Linked DNA regions of Ovis aries: region 2 is linked to region 1. A link is a contact called in public Hi-C data. All regions are on one chromosome and are shown on one strand. Each heading gives the region's core, a stretch centred on a gene start, on an enhancer-like site or on the middle of the called end of the contact. The rest is flanking DNA. Distances are from core to core; before and after follow the strand shown.

The links. Hi-C and Micro-C count contacts between places; a contact is called where the count stands out from the background.
Region 2: a contact with region 1 is called in a Hi-C map of tail adipose tissue, with 4 times the contacts expected there. The contact joins the promoter of ARPIN here to the promoter of KIF7 in region 1. A contact is called at or near these places in 2 of 16 Hi-C or Micro-C datasets (hypothalamus and tail adipose tissue).

The regions. Positions count from the first base shown.
Region 1 is chr18:20,398,297-20,402,853 of ARS-UI_Ramb_v3.0, reverse strand. It overlaps KIF7 (kinesin family member 7), which reads left to right and starts at 2,977. Exons shown (of 20, transcript XM_042235082.2): 1 at 2,977-3,128; 2 at 3,298-3,836.
Region 2 is chr18:20,623,568-20,628,144 of ARS-UI_Ramb_v3.0, reverse strand. ARPIN (actin related protein 2/3 complex inhibitor) reads left to right here and starts at 2,395. Exons shown (of 5, transcript XM_060401638.1): 1 at 2,395-2,577; 2 at 3,831-3,906. The coding sequence starts at 2,486.

The DNA of each region.
Region 1 (4,557 bases), core at 1,728-4,227:
TGCGGGAAGATCCCACATGCCGTGGGATGTGGGCCATGTGTCTGGCACATGGACTTAGTCCAACAAGTCCATGTGCCACAATTACTGAACTCGGGCCCTAGAAACCCCTGCCGCCCAAGTGCTCTGACTACTGAAGCCTGCACCCCTAGAGCCCCTGCTTCACAAGAGAAGCCACCACAATGAGGACCCTGAGCACTCAAGAAAGAGTAGCCCCCTCACTGCAACTAGAGACAGCCTGTGCAGCAAAAAAGACCCAAAACAACCAATAAATAAGTAAATTATAAATAAAAGAAAATACTGATAGATAATAGTAAATAGCTTTCCAAACCAAACTTGGTTTTCCTTGTTATTGTCATCTGTACCTGCACAGGTAATTCTGACATTTCTGTCCATCCTTTTGACATCTGTATACACACGCTTATCCCCTCACCTATGAGTGCCCTCTTGGCCTCCACTCTGTCGCACACCTAGGAGTCCAGCTCCCTAACTCTCCCTAACACTGACTCTAGACCCTAGCAGACCTTTGGTGTAAAGAGTCGTTGGCCTTGATCCACGGTTTTGGAATCTAGGGATGTCCAGAATGAGGAAAGGGGAGTGTTGATGGACATACACAGGGGGACATGGTCAGGACCTTGAATTAGCTTTGGGATCAAGCTCACCCACCTCAACCCCCACCTCACCCTCTCCCCCTACCTCACGCTCACAATCCACAGCACACTCAGCAGTTTCCTGGGGAGGGGGGATGTGGATCTGGCAAGTGAGGCCTTTAGAAGCTTAAGAGGCCTAAGAAGACAGAGTCCAGCGTAGCCCTGGCAGGGCCCCCATGGGCAGCTGTGGGAGACCTGGCCTCAGGCCTGATGGTGTAGATAGAAACACCCAGCTATCCTGGGCATCACTTGTCCACACCGCCTTCTTCCTGGAGTTCTGGAATCCACACTCCTTACTGTCTGTTCCTCCATAGCCCTGGGGCCCCTCCTGCCAGGAGAGCCATAGAAGTCAACACACCCACTGGCCAGACCCAGACCCCTCACCCTGTCCTGGATCCCAACCAGGGTGCTGGAACCAGCATATGGCACAGGACAGCCCAGGAGGCAAACAGCTTGTCCCCAAAATTCTGTTTTTATCATTAAACAGATAGCAAAGTGCTCTGAGCCTGGCCCTGTCTTTCTGAATACTTTCTGGTGAGAAATGAGAAATGAAGCATCTCCTCTAAATGACAGAAATCTGCTTCATTAGCTCCAGGCTGGATGTGGGGCTTTTCTCCTGAGAGACATCAGTTTGGCTGGCCTTCCTGCTCATGTGGGTGTGATGGCTCACCCACACTCTGGACCTCAGGAAGACCTCCCCTCATGCTGGGATGCCAAGGTCCCTCTCCAGAGAAATGCATTGTTCCCTCTCTTCTGTTGCAGCTCACAAAATGCACCTCCAACTGAATCACAGTTTTGGAGATGGAAAAACAGTCGTTACACTTAATAACATGCATTTATCATGGTTTTTTTTTTCTTTTCTGTGTTAGGTCTTTCTTGTGGCTCTTGGGCTTCTCATTGCAGTGGCTTCTCTTGCCACAGGGCACAGGCTCTAGGGTGCTCGTGCTTAGTTGCTTCCCGGCGTGTGGGATCTTCCCAGACCAGAGATCGAATGCATGTCCATCAAACGCAGGCGGAGGATTCTTAACCACTGGACTACCAGGGAAGTCCTACAACTTGGGTTTTAATGCTCATTGTATTAAGCATAGTTTTCCTAAACATTGAAACTTGGTGGTATATTGGAGAAGACAAGAGTCAAATATGGCTTGAGTGATGGGGTGGATGGTGCGGGGCATGCTGGAAGAGATGTTTGAGGGTGGTTTCCTGGACAGCTCCTGCTCAGGAATACGCATGATGAGCCCCCTCTGCAGGACTTCCACTGACTGTTCACCCACAAAATTGCCTCCCCAACTGGAGAGGCTAAGAACTTAGTGGCAGCCCAGACCTCCCACTAGCCTCTTCTAGGGCCAGTTGTCCAGCCAGGAACCCAAGGCTGGGGGGCAGTGTGGTCCACCAGTGAATCCCATGCCCATTTCAAACTGGGGACTTATGAGCCAGAACTGTGGGGCCAGGATTTCTCAGGCCATCTTGCTCTCTGCCCAGCTTGCTAGAAGGCCTGAACAGGAGCTCCCTAGTGCTTTCATCCATCCACCCCTAGGTCACCCCAGCTCTGGGGCAGAGAAGGGGCCCAGGGATGACTTCCTGGTGTGAGTGCCCAAGGAGCAGCCAGGGCCTCTGCCACACCATCCCAATCCCGAATATCTCAGAGCGGATGAGTCCTTCTCGGCTTTAGAAGAGGTAGCGAAATCAGATAAAAACAAGGCTGGAGGCTTCCTGGGGTCTAGGAAGGGTGACCTTTGCTGAGCTTTGACGGGGCTTGGGGAGGGCTGCAATAGAAAGGAAGGGGAAAGGTCTCTGCGCCTGAATGTACAATCGAACTACAGTAGTTGGTTTTTAGTTAGTGTTAGTCTCTTAGTCGTGTCCGATTCTTCGCGACCCCATTATCTGTAACCCGCCAGGCTCCTCTGTCCATGGGATTTCCTAAGCAAGAATACTGGAGTGGGTTGCCATTTCCTTCTGCAGGAATTGATTTTTAGGGTACTGTTAACCGGAGTCTCAGGGTTAGAAAATGCTTGTGGAACGAAACAGTCTCCTAGTTAGTATTCATTTACCACTTGTTACAACTTGCATCATAAACCTAGATGCTCCGCTCCACCAGCTGGTGGGCTTTTCCAGCTCGGAAAATCCAGGCGGCCTTGTTGCTTGCTGTGTTCCAGCTTTAAGCGAGTAGATGCTAATATCAGCGCGCAGCGCTCGCGACTCGGGGCGATGCTGGGGGTCGCGGGGCCTGTGGTCCAGCCGTTCAGCCCAGGCCACGCCCGATCCCCCGCCCCTCCGGCCCCCGCTCCGCCCCGTCTGCGGACAGACTCCGCGGCGCCGCGCAGCCCGCGCCTCCGCCCCGGAGCGCCCAGGCGGGAGGAGTTGCGGATGAGGGGCGGGATGTTTTGGTGGGCGGGGGTCCCGGTGACGGCATCCGACCGCGCCGCGCTGGGGCTCCGAGCCTCAGTGTCCCGCGGGGAGACGACGCTCGCACCCTAGCAGGTTGATGTGGGCCGGGGAGGGGTGGAGGAGGGTGGGAGGGAGGAGGCGTGCGCTCGTCCCTTGCCTGTGCAGGCCTCGGTTGGGTGGCAGTGGGCGTCGGAACCCTGGAGACCCTTGACCGAGCACGAGGACCACTCCCTCCCTCCCCATTTTTGCTAACCTCCTCCAGGCCCCTCTCCGAGTGGACTGGAGACTCCCCTTCCTTAAGTCGGGGCCTGAGGCTGGCATTCCGGGCCTGGCCAGGAGGAGCGAGCACCCACGCTGCGAGAGTCGGGTTCGCCTTTGTAATCACTTTTCCCACTTTCCCGGAGCTCCTGTCCCGTGCCCGGCGCCTCCGACTCCGGAACCCTCGGTGTTGTCCGGGCGCCTTCGGTGCGCAGAGCACTGGGCCCCAAGCCCGGGCGCGGAGAAGCCGGGACCGCGGGGCTGGAAAAGCTGTGACTCAGGGATGCCCGAAGGCGCCTGTAGTATTGCGTGGCAGTTACCGCTGCTGCCCCAGGGCCGGACACCCAGCTGGGACTGTTGGTTGAACAAACGAGCGAACGATTACAGGTGCCGAGAGAAGTAGTGAAAAATAAAGAGCTGTGACCCTCGGGGTGGGGGCGAGGAGTGGGCATGGGGAAAGTTCCCTTTCCCCATCTACTACTCACCAGCTACTCAGCGTCGGACCTTGTGCTGGATACTGGAGATACGCTGTGAAGGAGACAGGTGGGTCCCTGCCTCCCAGCCCCCAGTTTGGGAGGTGAGGGGAGACCAGTGGATAATCTGGCTTTTGCAAGGCAAGGGAGTGTTCAGTGGCTGATGGGAGAACTAGAGCGGTGGGTGTGGGTGGGTGAGTGGTGGGGGGCCACAGAGCAGACGCCCCTCTTTGGAGGGGAGGGCACTCCCTGAGGTGGCCCTGATAACAGCTGAGTGTGCTGCAGGCAGAGAAAGGTGAGGAAATGTGGGGTATTAGTGGGTAAGTCATCAAGGTAGGCAGGGTCCATTAAAAGTTGTTTTTCCTGTTAAGGTTTTGAATCTAGAGCATTAGGGAGCCCCTCTTGCCTGTTTGGGGGGCAGTTTAAGCAGGAGAGTGGTGTGGTCACATTTGCATTTTTGAAAGATGCCCCTGGTTGTCACATAGGAAGGTGCAGGGAGGCTGAAGCCAGTGAAGAGGTTGGTAAATATTCTGTCCAGTGAGCGGGATCCAGGCTTGGGTAATAGGATGGAGAGAAGCGGGTATACTTGATATTTACGAGATGGAATTGGCAGTATCTGGTGGTAGGGGCTTGGCTTCAAAGGATGTGCTGACTTTTTAAGAAGGTGGAGCAGGGAGTGTGAGGTGACAAAGGCAGTCAGTTCAGTCACTCACTCGTGTCCGACTCTTTGCAACCCCGTGGACTGCAGCACGCCAGGCTACCCTGTCCTTTGCTAACTCCCAGAACTTACT
Region 2 (4,577 bases), core at 1,146-3,645, 230 kb before region 1:
CTAATGGCTGCCATAAAAGGCAGTGAAGATTTGGAGCCATTTAAGGAAAAAGATGATACAGAAAGGGGAAGGAGGTGGTGGGGGCGGTATTCTGGCCATGCGGCTGTGACCAACCTGAGAGTATTTTGGTTGGTTTGGTTTTTAAATCATTTTATTCAGGTTTCTTTGTTTGTTGCCCCTTGGTGCAGCATGTGGTATCTTAATTCCCTGATCAGGGATCAAACCTGAGTCCCTTGCTTTGGAAGCACAGGGTCCTAACCACTGGACCACCAGGAAGTCCCTGGGTATGAGTGACATACAAAAAGTGTACATATTTAAGGTATATACTTCATGAGTTTGGAGATAAGTACACACTCATGGAACCATCACTACAAGCTATGCTGTAAACATATTGTCATCTCCAAGTTTCCTCAAGTCTTATTATTATTTTGTAGTGTGTGCGTGTGTTTGTGCGTGTGTGGAAGAACACTCAATGTGAGATCTACCCTCAGTTAATGTTTAAGTATATAATATTGTTAACTACAGGCACTCCGTAGTTATAGATCTCCAGGTATTATTCACCTTGTACACCTAAATAACTGTGCCCTTTGACTACTACCTGCCTGTTTCTCCCTCCCCCTTTCAGCCCCCGACAGCCTCTGCATTCTCTGCGTCTGATTATTTTAGATTCCTCATGTAAATGAGATCACACACTACTTGTCTTTTTGTGCCTGGCTTCTTTCATTTCCAGGTGCATCCATGTTGCTGCAAATGGCAGGCTTTCCTTCTTTTTTTCAACCCAAATAATATTCCATAGTATGCGTATACCACATTTTCCTTTGCCATTCATCCACTGATGGACATTTAGGTTGCTTCTACTTTTTGGCTGCTGTGAAAGAAACATGGTAGTGTGGACCTTCCTTTGATGTCTTGATTTCAGTTTCCTTGTGCATATACCCAGAGTGAGATTGCTGGATCATTTGGTGGTTTTCTTTTTAATTTCATGAGAAACTTCCATAATGTCTTCCGTAGTGGCTGTACCAATTCACATTCCCATCAATGCCATACAAGGGTTCCCTTTTCTTCATATCCTTGCTAACACTTATCTTTTGTCTTTTTGATAATAGCCATTCTAACAGGTGTGAGGTGATACCTCATTGTGGTTTTGGTTTGCATTTCTCTGATTATTAGTGATACTGAGCCGCTTTTCATACATCTTTTGTCCATCTGTATGTCTTCCTTGGAGAAATATCTATTTAGTTCATTGGCCTATTTTTAAAAATCATTTACCCTGCCTTTTCTATTGAGTTATGCAAGTTCCTTACATCAGCCTGGGGAGTTTTTGTTTTTGGTTTTTTTTTTTTTTTTTTGGTTTGAAAACTGATTTTATTTACCAGCAATGTGATTTTGGTTTACTGACAATTTTTTTTAAATTTTTATTGGAGTATAGTTGATTTACAATGTTGTGTTTCAGGTGTACAGCAAAGTGAATCAGTTCACATACACATATGCCCACTCTTCTTTAGATTCTTTTTCCATATAGGTCATTACGGAGTATTGTCTAGAGTTCCCTCTGCTATACAGTAGGTCCTTGCTGGTTATCTATTTTATATACAGTAGCGCACAGCGTGCATGCTTAGTTGCTCAGTAGAGTCCGACACTTGGCGACCCCCGTGCACTGTAGGACCCGCCAGGCTCCATGGAATTCTCCAGGCCAGAATACTGGAATGTGTTGCCATTTCCTTCTCCAGAGGAACTTCCCAACCCAGGGATCGGATCTGTGTGTCCCAGGTTCTTTACCGGCAGGGTCTTTACCACTGAGCCACCAGGGAAGCCGTTAAACCCTTACAACCCCTCTGATTCGGACCCCGTTTTACAGAGTAAGAAGCTCAGAGAGGTTGAGGCACTTGCCCAAGCTCACACAGCGCGGATTCCAGCCTTGGTAGGTCAGTTGATCTGACACCCAAGCCCAGGCTCCTTCGTGACAGATCCCAAGAACCCCTTCCTCGGCCACTGTGAGACCTCACCCGGGCAAAAAGAGCAGCTCGGCACTTACCACCCAGCCGCCTCAGGGGCCGTTCTCTTCTTCCTATTCTTGCTCTTTGGAAACGCATACTATCAGAGCTGATCCTATGCGCTCTCTGAGCCTCGATTTCCCCTTTGTGCGTGTAAGGAGTAGGGGTCTCCCACTAGTAACAAGGACGAGGGAGAGAAAAGAGAAGAGAGTGGCTCTCTCCTTCATCCCACCCCCACCTCCAGGCTAAGGCCCCAGCCCGGTCCTCCCGGAAGCCCACTTAACACCAAGCAGGGTCCTGCGGGCAGGAATGGGGCTCGGCCCCTTTAAATCCCGCGCGGGAACGTCCGGGGCCGGGCCGCGCAGTCCCTGCTCGGCCGCCGGGAATTGCCGGCCTCGGCGCGTCCTCCGGAAGCTGCCTCTCGCGCTGCCCCCAGCCCCGCGTGCCCGCTCGGTTTGCCAGCCCTCCAGGGCACCGCGGCCGTGGGGAGGATGAGCCGCATCTACCACGACAGCGCCCTCCGCAACAAGGCGGTGCGGAGCGCGCGGCTGCCGGGGGCCTGGGACCCTGCCGCTCACCAGCGGTAGGCTCCGCCCGCGTCTCTCCGCCGCCTCCCCGCCCGGCCTCCGTCGGCTCGCGAGCATCTGCTTTGAATCCAGGCTCCCTGATTGCGCGCGGGGGTTGGGGTGGGGGTGGCGCCACCGGGATGGGGTGCGGGTGGGAGGAAAGGCGGGGCTCGCCTAACACCTCCGGGGCCTCGGGACCGTCTCTCACAGTGTTCCCCTCGGAGCGCACCCCACAGAGACCGATCGGCGTGAAGCTCACAGACGGTCGGTCTCGACTCCTAAACGGGTCTCAAAAGGCGGTGCTTACTCACCTCCACCTTTGTCTCTACCCCGCCCCGGTGACTCCGCGTGCCGCCACTTGCCCTTGCCTTGTCTTCAGGCCTTTGCACAGCTCCAGAAGGACAGTGTTCTGCAGGGACGGGGATAGCGGGTGGGAGTCGGCCTGGAAGGGTTAGGGGAGCGCAAGACCTGCCCGGTGGCCTTGTTGGATTGGGAGGGCCCAGCCCTGCCATTATGGACCCGGAGGTTATGAGAACAAATGGACCATTCCATTTGCATTGACAAAACCTTAAGAAAGGAGTCTGAGAGACGGTGAAGGACAGGGAAGCCTGGCGCGCTGCAGTCCGTGGGGTCGTCAAAGGTCGGACACGACTTTAGCTACTAAACAACCAACCACCACCAAAGAATGAAGGGCTTAACGGGGGTGGGTAGGGACAGGTAAGGTCCAGGGAGGTTTCATTTCATTCCCATCCCTTCAGTTGCCCCCACGCCTCTTCCATTTCCATAGTTCCGAAGGCGGAAGTCCCTAGGTTCTGCTTTTATGAAAACTGGAATTGGGAAGGGAGGGTCCAGTTCCTCTCAGTGAGGGACCCTGTGACCTTGGGCTTCTCAGGAAACTTCTGAGTCTGGGTTTCTCCATTCTAGAAATGGATAAGAATGAGAACAGAAATATGAAAGTGCTTTAAAACAGGTGAAAAGAGGAGATACTTTATAGCAGCTTAGACCTTAGAACCCCACCCCCAAATTTGGTTACATGAAAAAGTAAAGTTCTTTATATTTTGTAAACGCTTAATAGTTTACAAAGCACCTTCGGGTAGGTAGTCGTATGTCACCCTCATAGAAGCAAGTGAGGTGGTTGTTCCTCTCATTTGGCGGATGTGAAGACTGAGGCTCTGGTCACAGTAACGCCCTGCAGGTGGGACCACTGCACTTGTGGTTCTTTCCTGAGGACGACAGAGCCAGTGACGCCCTCATTCTCTCTCTCCCTCAGGGGAGATGGCGTCCTGCTGGAGGGAGAATTACTCGATGTATCCCGGCACAGCGTCTCGGATGCCCACGGCAGGAAGGTGAGGATGTTTCCCAGGGGGCCCCCTCAGGGCACTGGCTTCAGGGTTCCCACCCACCAGGGTATCTCCCTCTGCTTGACTCTGCCAATGCCAAGACTTGGGGTCCAGCTCTTTCCTTGTGAGGCTCACAGGGCAGGTAGAGGGTTGGCTGGGAGATTGGCAACCAAAAGGGGCCACGGATGGAAGGGATCAGTAGGGCTGTGTTGGGTGGCAGACAGACCAGGGTTGGGGGTGGGGACTGGGTTCTTGATGAGAAGACAGACCAGGCCCTAAACCAAGGGGTGTGTCTGGGGCCAGGACTGGGAGGGCTTAGAGCAGGATGGGGTGAGGTCAGTGGTTCAGGACTCAAGCTGTGGGTTCTGAGTGGGCTGGAAGGCCCTCTGAAGAGGTCCTGTCTCCCGATGGAACAGAGCTAGAATGCCGGGAACTTCTCTGAGTAGGCAGGGTGAGTGGCTCTGGGCGAGGGCCTGGCCCCGCTCCTCTGGTCTGGTGGTTCCCACTGCTTCTGGACCTGATGAACAAAGTCAGAGCAAAGTTACCTGCCTATATGGGTTCAAGGTCAACAGTGACCTTTCCCTTTGGGGTACCAGCTGTGTGGCTGGGAAATCACGTGTACCTTGAGTTGTTTGGAGTTGAATTACTTTAAATGTACTATTGGAGTCTGCTTTCAG